Regions from separate parts of the Drosophila melanogaster genome. Here region 1 is linked to region 2. Evidence: chromatin contacts called from public Hi-C data. All regions are on one chromosome and are shown on one strand. Each heading gives the region's core, a stretch centred on a gene start, on an enhancer-like site or on the middle of the called end of the contact. The rest is flanking DNA. Distances are from core to core; before and after follow the strand shown.

What was found. Hi-C and Micro-C count contacts between places; a contact is called where the count stands out from the background.
Region 1: a Hi-C map of the Kc167 cell line shows a contact between it and region 2, with 2.3 times the contacts expected there. The contact joins the promoter of CG16753 here to the promoter of SCOT in region 2. A contact is called at or near these places in 10 of 107 Hi-C or Micro-C datasets (the D17-c3 cell line, the Kc167 cell line, the ML-DmBG3-c2 cell line and 7 more).

What each region holds. Positions count from the first base shown.
Region 1 is chr3L:3,050,584-3,056,544 of dm6, forward strand. CG16753 reads left to right here and starts at 4,496. Exons shown (of 1, transcript NM_139507.3): 1 at 4,496-5,259. The coding sequence starts at 4,573. The coding sequence ends at 5,106. It overlaps CG1271, which reads left to right and starts at 1,931. Exons shown (of 4, transcript NM_206259.2): 1 at 1,931-2,444; 2 at 2,658-3,157; 3 at 3,215-3,667; 4 at 3,734-4,323. The coding sequence starts at 2,831. The coding sequence ends at 4,108. CG32486 reads right to left here. Exons shown (of 8, transcript NM_139508.3): 8 at 5,325-5,961. It overlaps CG32485, which reads left to right. Exons shown (of 2, transcript NM_167972.2): 1 at 1-114; 2 at 422-1,182. The coding sequence ends at 931.
Region 2 is chr3L:1,958,757-1,965,339 of dm6, forward strand. It overlaps SCOT (Succinyl-CoA:3-ketoacid CoA transferase), which reads left to right and starts at 4,387. Exons shown (of 4, transcript NM_167928.2): 1 at 4,387-4,735; 2 at 6,319-6,517; 3 at 6,574-6,583. The coding sequence starts at 4,718. It overlaps mv (mauve), which reads right to left and starts at 5,422. Exons shown (of 18, transcript NM_139424.2): 1 at 5,119-5,422; 2 at 4,047-4,306; 3 at 3,888-3,964; 4 at 3,657-3,819; 5 at 3,480-3,590; 6 at 816-3,399; 7 at 1-27. The coding sequence starts at 4,157. It also overlaps asRNA:CR45827 and asRNA:CR45828.

The DNA of each region.
Region 1 (5,961 bases), core at 3,246-5,745, 1.1 Mb after region 2:
GATCTCAAGGAGCGCATGAAATTGATTGTGGAGGCGGATCCAAAGCAGTATCACAATGACTTTTCGCTGCGTCGCTATCTGCGCGCCTTCAAGACCACAGATGACGCATTTCAGGTGAGCCGTTCGCAAATAAGGCCCAATAATAACCATTATTTGAAAATAGGAACCTCAGCTCTGAATACCCTTTCTCTAGGTCTCGAACTAATTTCCCCCTTAATTAGCCCCTTTGAGCTCTGATTAAGTAATAAAATGCCAAGTTGAATGCCTTTTATGGATATAAACCAATGGATGCTTATGATATCATCATCCATATCTTGGACCATATAAAAATTATATGAAATAATGAATACCTTAAAGGGATTTCAGATACTTTTTAGACCTTATGCTGAATAGTAGTACGAACAATGTTTTCCCTTTACAGGCCATTCTAAAGACCAACAAGTGGCGTGAGACATACGGCGTGGACAAGCTGTCCGAGATGGACCGCAGCCAGCTGGACAAGAAGGCGCGCCTGCTGCGCCACCGCGACTGCATCGGCCGTCCGGTGATCTACATTCCGGCCAAAAATCACAGCTCGGAGCGGGACATCGACGAGCTGACGCGCTTCATCGTCTACAATTTGGAGGAGGCGTGCAAGAAGTGCTTCGAGGAGGTCACCGACCGCCTGTGCATTGTCTTCGATCTGGCCGAGTTCAGCACCAGCTGCATGGACTATCAGCTAGTGCAGAATCTCATCTGGCTGCTGGGCAAGCACTTTCCGGAGCGCCTGGGCGTCTGTCTGATCATCAACTCGCCCGGTCTGTTCTCCACCATTTGGCCGGCCATACGTGTACTGTTGGACGACAATACGGCCAAGAAGGTGAAGTTTGTGGCGGACGAGGCGGAGCTGTGCCAGTACCTCATCCCCGACATCCTGCCAACGGACATGTAAGGCTTCCGCCACGAAATCAGCATCCGACGAGGCTTCTGCTAGGCGTAGACATATCTCCAAAGAGAACCGAAACCAGTACCTAAGTTTGCAAGGAGGCTTCTGAGAGCTTTTATCCAGTATAGTACTCTATCTGTAAATCGATGTGTTTAACAAGTTGATTGTAAAGCGTATTCTATTGGACACCACAACTATTAGTACAATGCTAACTATTTTAGATAAAGGTTTATCTTGTATGTGTAGTATCTATATACCTGAATTCGTACCTATATATATATATATATATAATACAGTATAATTCGCTTAGCTGCATCGATAGTTAGCTGCATCGGCAAGATATCTGCATTATTTTTCCATTTTTTTGTGTGAATTTATTTTTCCTTAAAAAAAAAAAATTAAGTTAGCTGCATTTTTAAGTTACCTGCATCGAGGCATTGTGCAAAGTACTCGAGGCACCTAAGCGAATTATACTGTATATATGCAAGTGTCTATGTGTACAGCAAATAAAGTTGTTAAAAAAAAAAAGCGACGCCAAGATTAGATCGGTGTTGCGTCGCACACGTGAGTAATCGTTTTGTGGGAAGCGTCGATAGTGCTCTAATTTTAGAGGGCTTATCGCTACCTTTAGATAAGAATCATAATCCTGAACGAAACATGGTGGTAGCTCTTATCAACTGATGATGATGATTTGAAATTGGCGCCAATCAGAGTTGTCACTACGTTGGGCAACTGTGAAGGGATATTTATGTGTTAGCCAACACAGGATGCTGCAATTATATCAGCAATTAAACTAAACCCATACAACAACCCTTGCAAGTAGATTGCTTTGTACATTCTAGTATTTTATTGCGTATTTAATGTTTTGAAATGTAGCCTTTGTTTAGATCTTATTTAGATTCTAGCTACTTTCGAGCTAGTTGACTTGCAGCTGGCGCGAGCAGGTGGCAGCCCTGGATAACCAGTTGCGTTATCATCTGGACTCGAAACAAAAACAAAAGTCGAGCACTTGATAAGGAAATCTGAATCGCGCACTATGAGAGCTCGTCGGAATAACAATAACAATAAGTATAGCCGCAGCAGTAGCGAAATGGATAAGTCGCCCCGCCAATTCAGCTCAGCAGCGTCCCAAAGCCAGTGATCGACGAAGCGTGCGCTGGGAAACATGTCGGCGCCTTCAAAAGTAGCAGCTAAGCCAGCAGGAGCAGCCAAGGATTCCCAGTGTGCGGAGGAGTCGGGACCACCCGACTCACCCGCTTTCATACTCGCCCTGGATGTTGGCACCACCTGCGTGCGGAGCTTCGTTCTGGACGAACAATGCGAAGTCCGGGGATCGGCGGTGGATGCTGTAAGTGATTCGATCTTCAAGTGACCCGCGGTGCAAAGTTAATTAAGCAAAACCTTGACGACCTTTGGCGCAATTAGGTGGAGCTACTGAACCCGCAGCCAGGCTATTTCGAAATCGAACCCGAGAGCTTGTGGCGGAAAATCGTTGGCGTTATAACGCAGGCAGTAAAAAGTGAGTATCGCGAATCTCTAAAATCCCCAACAGGTTTAATACATCGTTAAATATATTAATTAAAGGCTTATTCCTAAAATAAGTGAGGTAAACCTGAATTTGGGCACAGATATGATTACATTTGAGATTACTTATTCATAGTTATTGAATTTTCAAGTGCAGTACGATTGTGATCCTGGATAAGCTAGAACTTACTTTTGATGCCTTTTGCAGATGCTCAACTGACACCACCGGACATCACCTGCCTGACCATCTCCACGCAGCGCTGCACGTTTCTCACGTGGGATCATCGCAGTGGCGAGTACTACCACAATTTCATCACCTGGAAGGATTTGCGCGCCGACGAGCTGGTTGACCAGTGGAATGCCAGCTGGACGAAGAGCTCCATGAACTGGTTCTCGTATGCCCTGTTCCTTCTCACCCGCCAGTCACGATTCCTCGCCGGCAGCGTTCTCCAACTGATGAATGGCCAGGTCACTCCAAGGCTACTCTTCGAGATAATGAACAACAAGAAGTTGAAGCAGGCTCTGATGCAGAAGAAGGCGCGCGTGGAGCTGTTGGACTCGTGGATCCTGCACAAGCTAAGAACTGGCAGCAGTCGCGATAAGGATGTGGAGCACATAACCGATGTGACCTCGAGTACGGCGACGGGTTTGTACGATCCGTTCACGCTCAGCTGGTCGCCGCTTATAAGCTGGCTATTCGGCATCAATGTGAGTTGGCTATATCCTCCATCAGGCTCTATTTGCATTCATTTGCTTCCATTGCAGTCAAAAATCTTGCCGCGTGTGGTGGACAACGGCTACAAGGGCTTTGGGCATGTGCATCCTACTGCCTTCGGTCCGGATTGGGCCAACACAGAGATACCCATTGCTGCCTCTTTAAGTGACCAAACAGCAGCCATTTGGGGCTCGCAGTGTTTCCAGAAGAACGACGTCAAGGTCACAATGGGTACTGGTGCGTTCCTTAATCTGGTAACAGGCGATCGTTGCCAAGCTGTCATCTCTGGCATGTATCCATTGGTGGCCTGGCAGTTCAAGAAACCAACCAGGCAGCAGGGAGCTGTCTACTGCATTGAGGGAGCATCCCATGACTTTGGCACCGTGGTCACTTGGGCGCAATCGTGCGAGCTCTTCGATAGTCCAGCGAACACCTCAGATATTGCACAGTCCGTTCCAGATACGAACGATGTGTTCTTCATGCCGGCCTTCAGTGGCCTGGGGGTATGTTTTTTAAAGCACTTTTGCAACTGGTTCAAGATTACCTAATCCCCATCTTATCTTTGACAGCCCCCGGTGAACGATTATCGGTCAGCAAGTGGCTTTATTGGCCTCACTCCGTCCACCACCAAAGCCCACATGGTGCGGGCTCTGCTCGAGAGCATAGTATTTCGTCTGGTGCAGCTGATCGAGGCCGCTGAGAAGGAGACCTCTCAGAAGCTTCATATGATTAGGTATTTCTGTCTATCCATCTTAACCAATTTTACATTGCACTTATTTTCTTCTATTTTAGGGTTGATGGCGGCGTCTCCCGCAATGACTTCGTCTGCCAATTCCTTGCGGATCTCAGCCGACTGCGGGTGGAGCGGGCGGACAATGCGGAGAGCAGCATCATGGGAGCCACGTTCATGGCGGGCATCAACCTCGGAATCTGGCGCGATGTGAACGATCTCAAACGTTTCCGGAAAGTGGCGCGAGTCTTTGAACCGCGTCCCAAGGAGTACGAAACCATTGCCAACCGGATGGACAAATGGAGCCGGACGATTGCCCGGTTTAGTGACTGGTATTAGGTTAAACTTTTATTCTCTGTCTTTGTTATTTGTTATTCATTAGTCACTTAGAAGGCTAGGTAGTTGGTAAATAAAATGCTGAATTTATATATTACATACGTTTTTATGGGCTGTGGAATATATATATATTTTAAATGACATATTTAAGTGCTAATCTTCGAAGCTGAATAATAAATTTCAAATATATTAACCAACAATCAGCTTGCCGCCGATAACCGATAACGAAGCACTGTTATTGTCATCGCTAACCATACCGGGTGTGGTGACACTGATTTTGGGGCTTAGCACGCTGCACGTTTGTTTTTATTTTGATTTTGTTGGTGCACAAATCGCAGTAGAATGGCAAAAACGAAGAAAAATGTAAGGGCCAAGGCGAAAAGCGTGGTGGGGGCGGCCAAGCAGAAGGCTCAGGACATGAAGGCCAAGCTGCGCGAGGATCGTCTGCTCCACAAGACCCTTACGCCCAAGAAGACGACCACCAAGAAGGAGAAATCCGAGGCGAAACACAAGAAGCTGCTCAAGAGATTCGCCGAAGCGCGTAAGAAACGCAAGGAGGAGCACAAGAATCGCGAGAAGACCAAAGTTGTCGGAGATCTAAAACCACTGCGGGATGCCCTACCCTCGCTGCAGGACATCTACAAGCTGGTGAAGACCAAGCAAAAGGATGTCTCCGAGGGGGCAGCCCTCACAGAACCAGAGGTCCGACTGAGTGCCAACGAGAAGATCCGGAAAAAACGCACTGAAATGGTCAACACCGTCAAGTCCTTCGAAAAGCTCATCAAAGACAAGAACTTCAAGAAGAATCCCCGCGAAGTCATCGCCGCCCATGTGCGCAACAAGTACCAGGCGATGGAAGAGGACGACTACGAATAGAAGCCTCAAATCAGCAGATTAATTATTTTTAGGTATAAACATAAATAATACAAGGATTGTAAAGAAATATACGATGACGCAAGTATGTTAGTCCAAAACTATGAAAAACGTTACTAATTGAGCACTGTAAAATAAACTGTGCATATCTAGAACAATTTATGATCAATGTTTAGAGCTAAAAAATTCAGTTGCCCCCAAGAAGAAAACAGGTGGATTTTGTTTATTAAGAAGTATCTTTATTATATATGCATTAGGTATAGTTATCATTTAACGATGCATATAAATATTACACGTACGAATGTAAGTTGTAAGCATTAAATCGTAAGAGGGTCAACAGAACGAGGATTAGACAAGATTCGAACGTGAGGACTTTTGGGGGGATCTTTGCATTTTACGGCCCGGGCTATGTGATCGTAGTTAGTCTATCGCTACGTTATATCATAGAGCGTTCTATATGCGCCTGCTTAGGGTTCGAATTTCAACTTGGTGTTGTTCTTCTTACAGTGAAAACGGAGCCGTGGACTCGAGGTCCTTGCGTCCGGACAGTTAATCTACGGCTATTTTATGGTTATTATCGGTATTATCGCGTTAGCGTGGGCTGGCTCCTTCCTGTGAGATCATTAAACGCTAGTCAAACACACATCAGTCGTCTTGTCCATCGTATCGTATCCATTTCGCCACCAGCACTAACAGTAGAGTTAACATAGCTATTGAAAGGTGTCTCCATAAAATGGCGCTATCTCATCTCATGTACAAAATGTAGCCGAATCTACACTAAACTTAGGTTACAACCTACCGCGTTACGTCTGCGTGATCTTAAACTTCATTGAAACATGAACGGGATCGGGAACGGGT
Region 2 (6,583 bases), core at 3,137-5,636:
TGCGCAGGTGCTTCTGCATCTTCTCCACTGTGAAGAAAGTGAGATAAGCCGCAGATTAGTGGTAGATATGATCTGATGACAAGACTGATAACCGGCGTCTATCTTCTATCATCCGCAAACTGGAGCAAGTCGTCAGCGCTGGACGAGCGCCAAAGCAAAAGTGTCGGCTCTTGTCTGGAATGTATCTCGTTTCGGTGCCTATCTCTGTATCTGTTTGTAAATGTATCTCTGTGCTTTTAAGTGTATCTGTCTCAGCGATGTTGTAACTTGTGTACCCAGAAATTCAATCCCAGCGGGCAGAGCCTTGTAAATGCCGCGTATTATACTCCAGCCGACCAAACGACTGACTAACTGTCTGCCTAGCTGGCTTATAATTAACTCTCCTAGTCCGCAGCCACAATCACAACCACAACGCCCCGTTATTAGCCAGGGTCTAGAATCTACAATCCGGAGCTGGATTGGAGGTGAATGTGGGTGCCTTGTTCTTGTCCCACTTCTAGGGCTTCCCAGAGAGTGCTCGGCTGTTGTGCCTTGTCTATTTTCTATCGCCTATTGCTTATTGGCAACGCATTAGCCGCGGAATGCCGTGGAACCCACCAGATGGGCGGCTAACCAGGAGGAACATGGCAGGCAAGTAATGCTCTTTCTTTTTAAATACCCTACTAAATGGGTTCTCAATGATTATCTTATTAAATTAAAACCGAATTAAGGAACTAGCTAAGTAAGCTATCAAAGTTACAGAATGCTCCACATGTTCAATATACCCACTTCCCTCATCTCAAGAGGTACTCAACCGAACAATCTTTGACACTTACCTTCTTCGTTTTGGAAACCCTTGATGCAGATGGCCATGGTCGCCTCGAAGAGTTTGAGCAAGAGTTTCTTGCATTCGCCGTTGGGTTCGTATAAGCAGAAGAAATCCGCATCAATATTAGCACGTGTCGGTGAGTTGGCACTTCCGCCGCTTCCTGGACTGCCGCCGAACAGGGATCCCACAATGCTAAAGAGCTTGTTGATGATGCCATCGGCTGTTGCCCCTTCCTCCTCGCTTGGCAGGATCAGGGAGTTGCTGGGATTGTCCTTACTCGACTGACTGCCACGGATGTCGAAGAGCACTGTACTCTCATCCGGTTCGCAGGCGAGGAGTTGCTGCAGGAACGAGGGAGTGGCCATGTCCCGCGAGTAGCTATCGTAGTTACCGATCACAGATGCGTAATCCAATGTCGAGTCCGCGTAGTCCGAACTGGCAGCCGTTGTGACCGAGACTGAAGTGGAGCCAGCGAGTGGCAGCTGCGAGACCAGGGTTTCCAATGAACTTGAGCCGCAAATGCCGGCTGTGGGCGTGGTTGCGGTGGAGGATGTGGTTGGCCCCATTGTGGCTTTCGGCAGCATGAGGAAACAGCCCAGCGCGTTGTAGTTCAGCTTCAAGATGTCAAAGATGTTTTTGTCCCCATGTCGCAGCTTCTTCTCCCCTGGAAGCAGCTCGCTCGTTGGAGTCTCCACCTCATCCTCATCCTCGTCGTCTAGCATTTCCACGGGTATGGAGTAGATTTTGGCAAACTCGTTGTAAAACAACTGACTGGTCTTTAGGAGCTCGAAGTTCAGGGTCCATTGCAGGGCGGTTATGTAGAGTATGTCCGCGGGTTTGTGACCCTCGAGCTTGGCAGGAGTGGAGCTCTCATCCAGCCAGAATTTGGCGCGGGAGTGCTTGGAGCACTTGTACAGCAGAGCCTGGAAGAGCTGCGATGCCCTGTCACTACTGTTCAGCTGCAGCTGGATGAGTCTCCTGCTCAGAGTGATCTGCTCCTGGCTGTTCTCGCCCAGAAAAGCTATGTTATCAATGCCCACCTTGATGAGATCACATACTCCCCGCTGCAGTTCGGGTATGATTAGAAGATCCTGCATATAGCGGATGTTCTCCTCGTTGTAGAAAGCTTTGACCAGGCGGATATCACTCAGGTACATGACGAAGATACTCAGGCATTCGTGTAGAGCTCTGTAGTTCTCCAACTTGCTGGGCAACTGTAGGGGAGTGACCTTGCTTATCTTTCTCTTGCTTTCGCCACTTTCAATCAGTTCTTTGTAACGCCTAAAAATGGGCAAAGCCACCTCCGCCAAGATTCCAGAGGCTAAATCATAGGGCAGCAGATAGGCGATATGTTTTAGATGCTTGAGGAAGAGCAACATTGCAGGTGTGTTCAGCAGGGCCTTGTAGTTATCCTTGTAGATGTTCAGTAGGTCCATGTGAAATACAGGCGACTTTAGTTTATCCTCGCATCCCGGGCATCCCTGGGGATTCCGCTTCACAAAGATGGTGTGCAGCACATTGTAGTGGAGGAATTTGTATGCACACTTCTGATAGCTGCTGGAAAGTTGGGTGGCTAGTTGCAGGCAAGTGGCGTAGTTCCTGACGTTGTAGTGGCAGCAACAGCTTCCGGTTCGGAGCAGACTCCTCACGCTATGCTCCTGCAGCTCTGCCTCCAGACTGGGCAGCAAGTGATACAGTTTTCCCTGGAAGTAGCAGCTCAGGGAAGTGGCTCCCAGACAATGCAACTGACTGCTCCTTTGTCTTTTGTGGCGCGGATGTTGCTGTTGCTTGGGCATCGCGGTGGATGCACTGCTCTCCATAAGACTCTGCAGGTGCTGTTCCTGGCTGGAAAGGTTGTCCGTCAGGCGTAGCAGCATTTTGTAGATATGCAGGAATATGGCGGTCGAGAAGTTAGTCGATTTGGCCGCCTCTTGCAAGACCTCGAAGCAGGCATCAAAGTTCCTCACATCGATCTGGTTCAACTCCCGCACGCCATTATCCACCAGGTTGTGAAGGGTGCCAAACATTATGTATAATACTCCATGAGCCAGAAGGGGACTCCTCCGATTGGCGGTCAGTGCGTAGAGGAGCTGCCCAAAGTTGCTGTTGAAGTCATGGACATTCGGCTGCTGTTGCTCCAGCACGTAAAAGTTGTTTACACAGTGTGCTATCAATTGGAGCAGTTCAAATTTAATGAGTTCATCGTTATTCCCCGATGCATCCTGCTCCGAACTTGAACACAAGTGTCCCAGAGCAAAGTTATGGACCGTAACGCTCAGCTGGGATTCCTGCTCCGCATCCACGCACCTGGTGAGCAATTGGATGAGCAGCAAGGCCAGTTCATCACTGCTCCTTGTCGTCCCTCTAAAGTCTTCGAAACTCGATTTGATTGGATTGGATATGTGATTGGGTAATTGACTTTTTGGTTGCTGTTGGCGTCTCAGCTTTTTGCTTTGCGAATTGAGGTAGAAACTTCCGATGAACTGAGCAATGCTGGTCATGGGAATCAGCTGCTCGTTGGATGCACTCCACTTGCAGTTGGGGAACAGGTTAATGCACAGGTGGCACAGACTCTTCTGGGATGCAATGAGCTGCAGGCAGAGGTTTAAGAATTGATTTAATTTAAATATTTAATATGTAACAATTTCTGGGATTCAAGAAAAGCACGTGCCTTGATATCCACGCGCAGCAGAAACGTCAATAGATGATGGCCCAGTTTATCGGTGAGGAATGTCCGCAGAGCGAGAATCTTGTTGCAATCACTGGGAGTGCTGAGTATTAGCTGCAAGAAGAGACATGAGAAATGGTGAACTGGATCAGAAATAGGGGAATATGCTTCGATAGAAACCTGGGCCAGATTATGCTGCTTGCGCAGCTGCTTGATGCACTTGTCCTGCTGCTCCGGTTCATGCGTCGGACTGCTTTCCTGAGATCTCTTCGCCTCGCTGATGATTTGATAGACCTGCTCCAGCAAATAGGAACAGAGCTCCTCGGGCATCAGATTGAAGTGGCTGAAATATGAACAAATATAATATAATGTATAACTAACTATACATGTTAAGTAGAGCGATAATATTACCTATTTAGCCAGGCATCTTGCAAGTTCTTATCGTCCAGAAACTGCAAGTTATACAGCAGCAACCAGAGCCAGTGGTCCTGCGAGCATGAGAGGGAGAAAGGCCAGCAGCGATAAGAGCTGGGAATATCAACGGAATGGACGAAGGAGAGTCACACAAACCTTGACACTCGCGTCTTCGAGCTCCGAGGCCTGGAGATACTGACTCCACAGTCCGATCAGGGTATCCAGCAGCAGCTGCTCCTCCTTCTCCTTCACCTCCATTCCGGCCATGGAGAATCACAGATAGTGTTGTTGCCTTCCAACAGGCACGTCAAAGAGTCTGCTCCAGCTGGTCAGCAGCTCCTCGGGCATCGGTCGACGTTGTGTGCGCTTGGAGCGATGAGACCAAACTGAATGCGGCGATCGCAGGAGAACGCCAGCTGTAATTAAGGAGAGTCAGTAAATACAGTCGGACCTCTAAAGCATGAGAAGTAGTCACCAACGAGTTTTACGTTACTATGTAGATTCAAATTTTTAAATAACAAATCAGAAAATGTGGACAATCAGAAAATTTACTGGGGTAAATGATTAAAGATGCCTGAAAAGTTCGCTCTGTGGAGGTGCCACTGTAACTCTTTTGTGCGTGCGATTACGTGAAGAGATCAGCACGAAGAGGACGTGGAGTGGGCAGAAGAGGCCACGATGATTGCTTATTTGCCCAGAGGCAGCAGTCGGCCGGTGATGTTGATAATTCGCTGCAGAGTGGAGTGGAAACTTTGGTTGTTGTTGCGGAAAACTATTGAGATTGCTATTTATAGCGCATCGGATCGGATCGGTGGCATTGCATCTGGATGGATGGCTGGCTTGCGGTGGGTTGCCAAGCCGGTAAGACAGTGATAGTTATCGGGGCTGGGATCGGTGGCTCAGGGGCTTCAGTGGTGCGGTGGTTGCAGTGATGCTCCATTCGGGTAAACAGCTGGCAATGGAGCGTGTCTGTAACGGCCAGTGGCAGCGAGATAAGCTCGAAACTATGGAAATCAGGAGGAGGAGACCATCTTCATTTCCACCTTATCACGTCGAGAATTTCACATATACATATATATGCAGCACATTCAGCATTTGAACCACAACCACTTACACATATTTATCAACTGCGCAGCACCGAAATTATTCATCACTCGAGTTTATATAGTATTTGATTTGCTGCTAGACTAGAGTGTGTAAAATACATCATTTATTGGTCATGGCTCACCGCAGACAGCTGCAAATGTTTTGCTACCTTAGCACCACATTCTGAAGGCTGGTTTGCTGAACTCATCTGCTGCTGGGAATCCTGGACAAGGACTACTTCGTGCAGATCCACGCCAGCCAACCAAACTAAGGTGTATGTAAGGTAGTCAACTGGCTGTGACGTCAGCAGGTGGTTTTTGTCCGGAATTGTTTAAGAAATGGCGTTTGTTTTTACGGCTGCAAATCCAACGACTTTGTTTTTGTTGACTGCGCTTCGTTCTGTGTTTGGCCTTCTGAGCGTCTGGCTTTGCCTTTGTTGTTGTTATGTTGTTGTTAGTCAGCACAGCTGATGGCAAAACGCGTTCGCTGCTCGGTCCTACTATAAATCGATTTCAAATTACTTAAAAATAAATGTTATATACAAATAAACTTTAAAATGTATAAAACTAGATTTTAATTGAAAATTAAATTTACATAAAAGTATTATTCCGTTATTTTATTTAATTAAATGCAATTGTTGCATCTTTTACAAACAGCTGTTTCATGGAAGTTATCGAACTGGTTCGATGGAACCAGCTGACTTGGTACCTGTTGCGCTCCTCAGCTGTTTTCGTTTCATTCTGGCTTGTGTTGATCCGCCGAGCAGTTTGCTTTAGTTTAAATACGTTTTTATTACTTTAAATACACTTAAGTTAAAATGCTCTGCCGACTGGTGGGAAACAGGAGTTTGGGTGCACGATATACCGCCTCCATCAAGGTAAAATCCGCCTCTCATAAAAATATAACCACGATATTTCTGGAGAATATCTTCCAGATATATGTAGATAGTTTGCATTTCTCTCGGTTATCTCTTCAAAGATTAAGTCCTTTATTAATCATGTGATTATACAGCGATAAACCAGTTCTCCAGCAAAAACATATCAACAGGTGTTAATTCAAAAAGTTCCAGAAATATATTTATAAATATTTGTTGTTTTGATTTAGTGTTTTGCTGCCAATTGAGATAAGAGGCACTAATTTGACGAATCCGCACGAGCCATTCACTCTAAAATCACCCCACTGATACCATTACCCCCCCTGGAGCAATCCAAGCGAATTAAAAATAGGCAAACTTACGTAACGACTTTGCACAAACAATCCACACGAACGCTCACTTATACCAGGGAACACCTGCGTATCATGGACAAACCGCTTTTTATGCTAATAGTCCGATTATTTGCAGGCTATTGCGTGCTACTCCACGTCGGGAAAACAGCGGAACGGCAAGATCTACGAGTCGGCCATAGATGCTGTGGCCGATGTGCAGGATGGTGCCCAGATCCTGTTCGGCGGATTCGGAATCTGCGGCATTCCGGAGAAGATGATCAACGCGCTCAAGCAGAAAGGAGTCAAGAACATCACTGGCGTTTCCAACAATGGAGGTATGCATGAAAAGAATATATAATGAATGCTCTTATTAAACCGAATTCCTTTCCAGGTGTGGACGA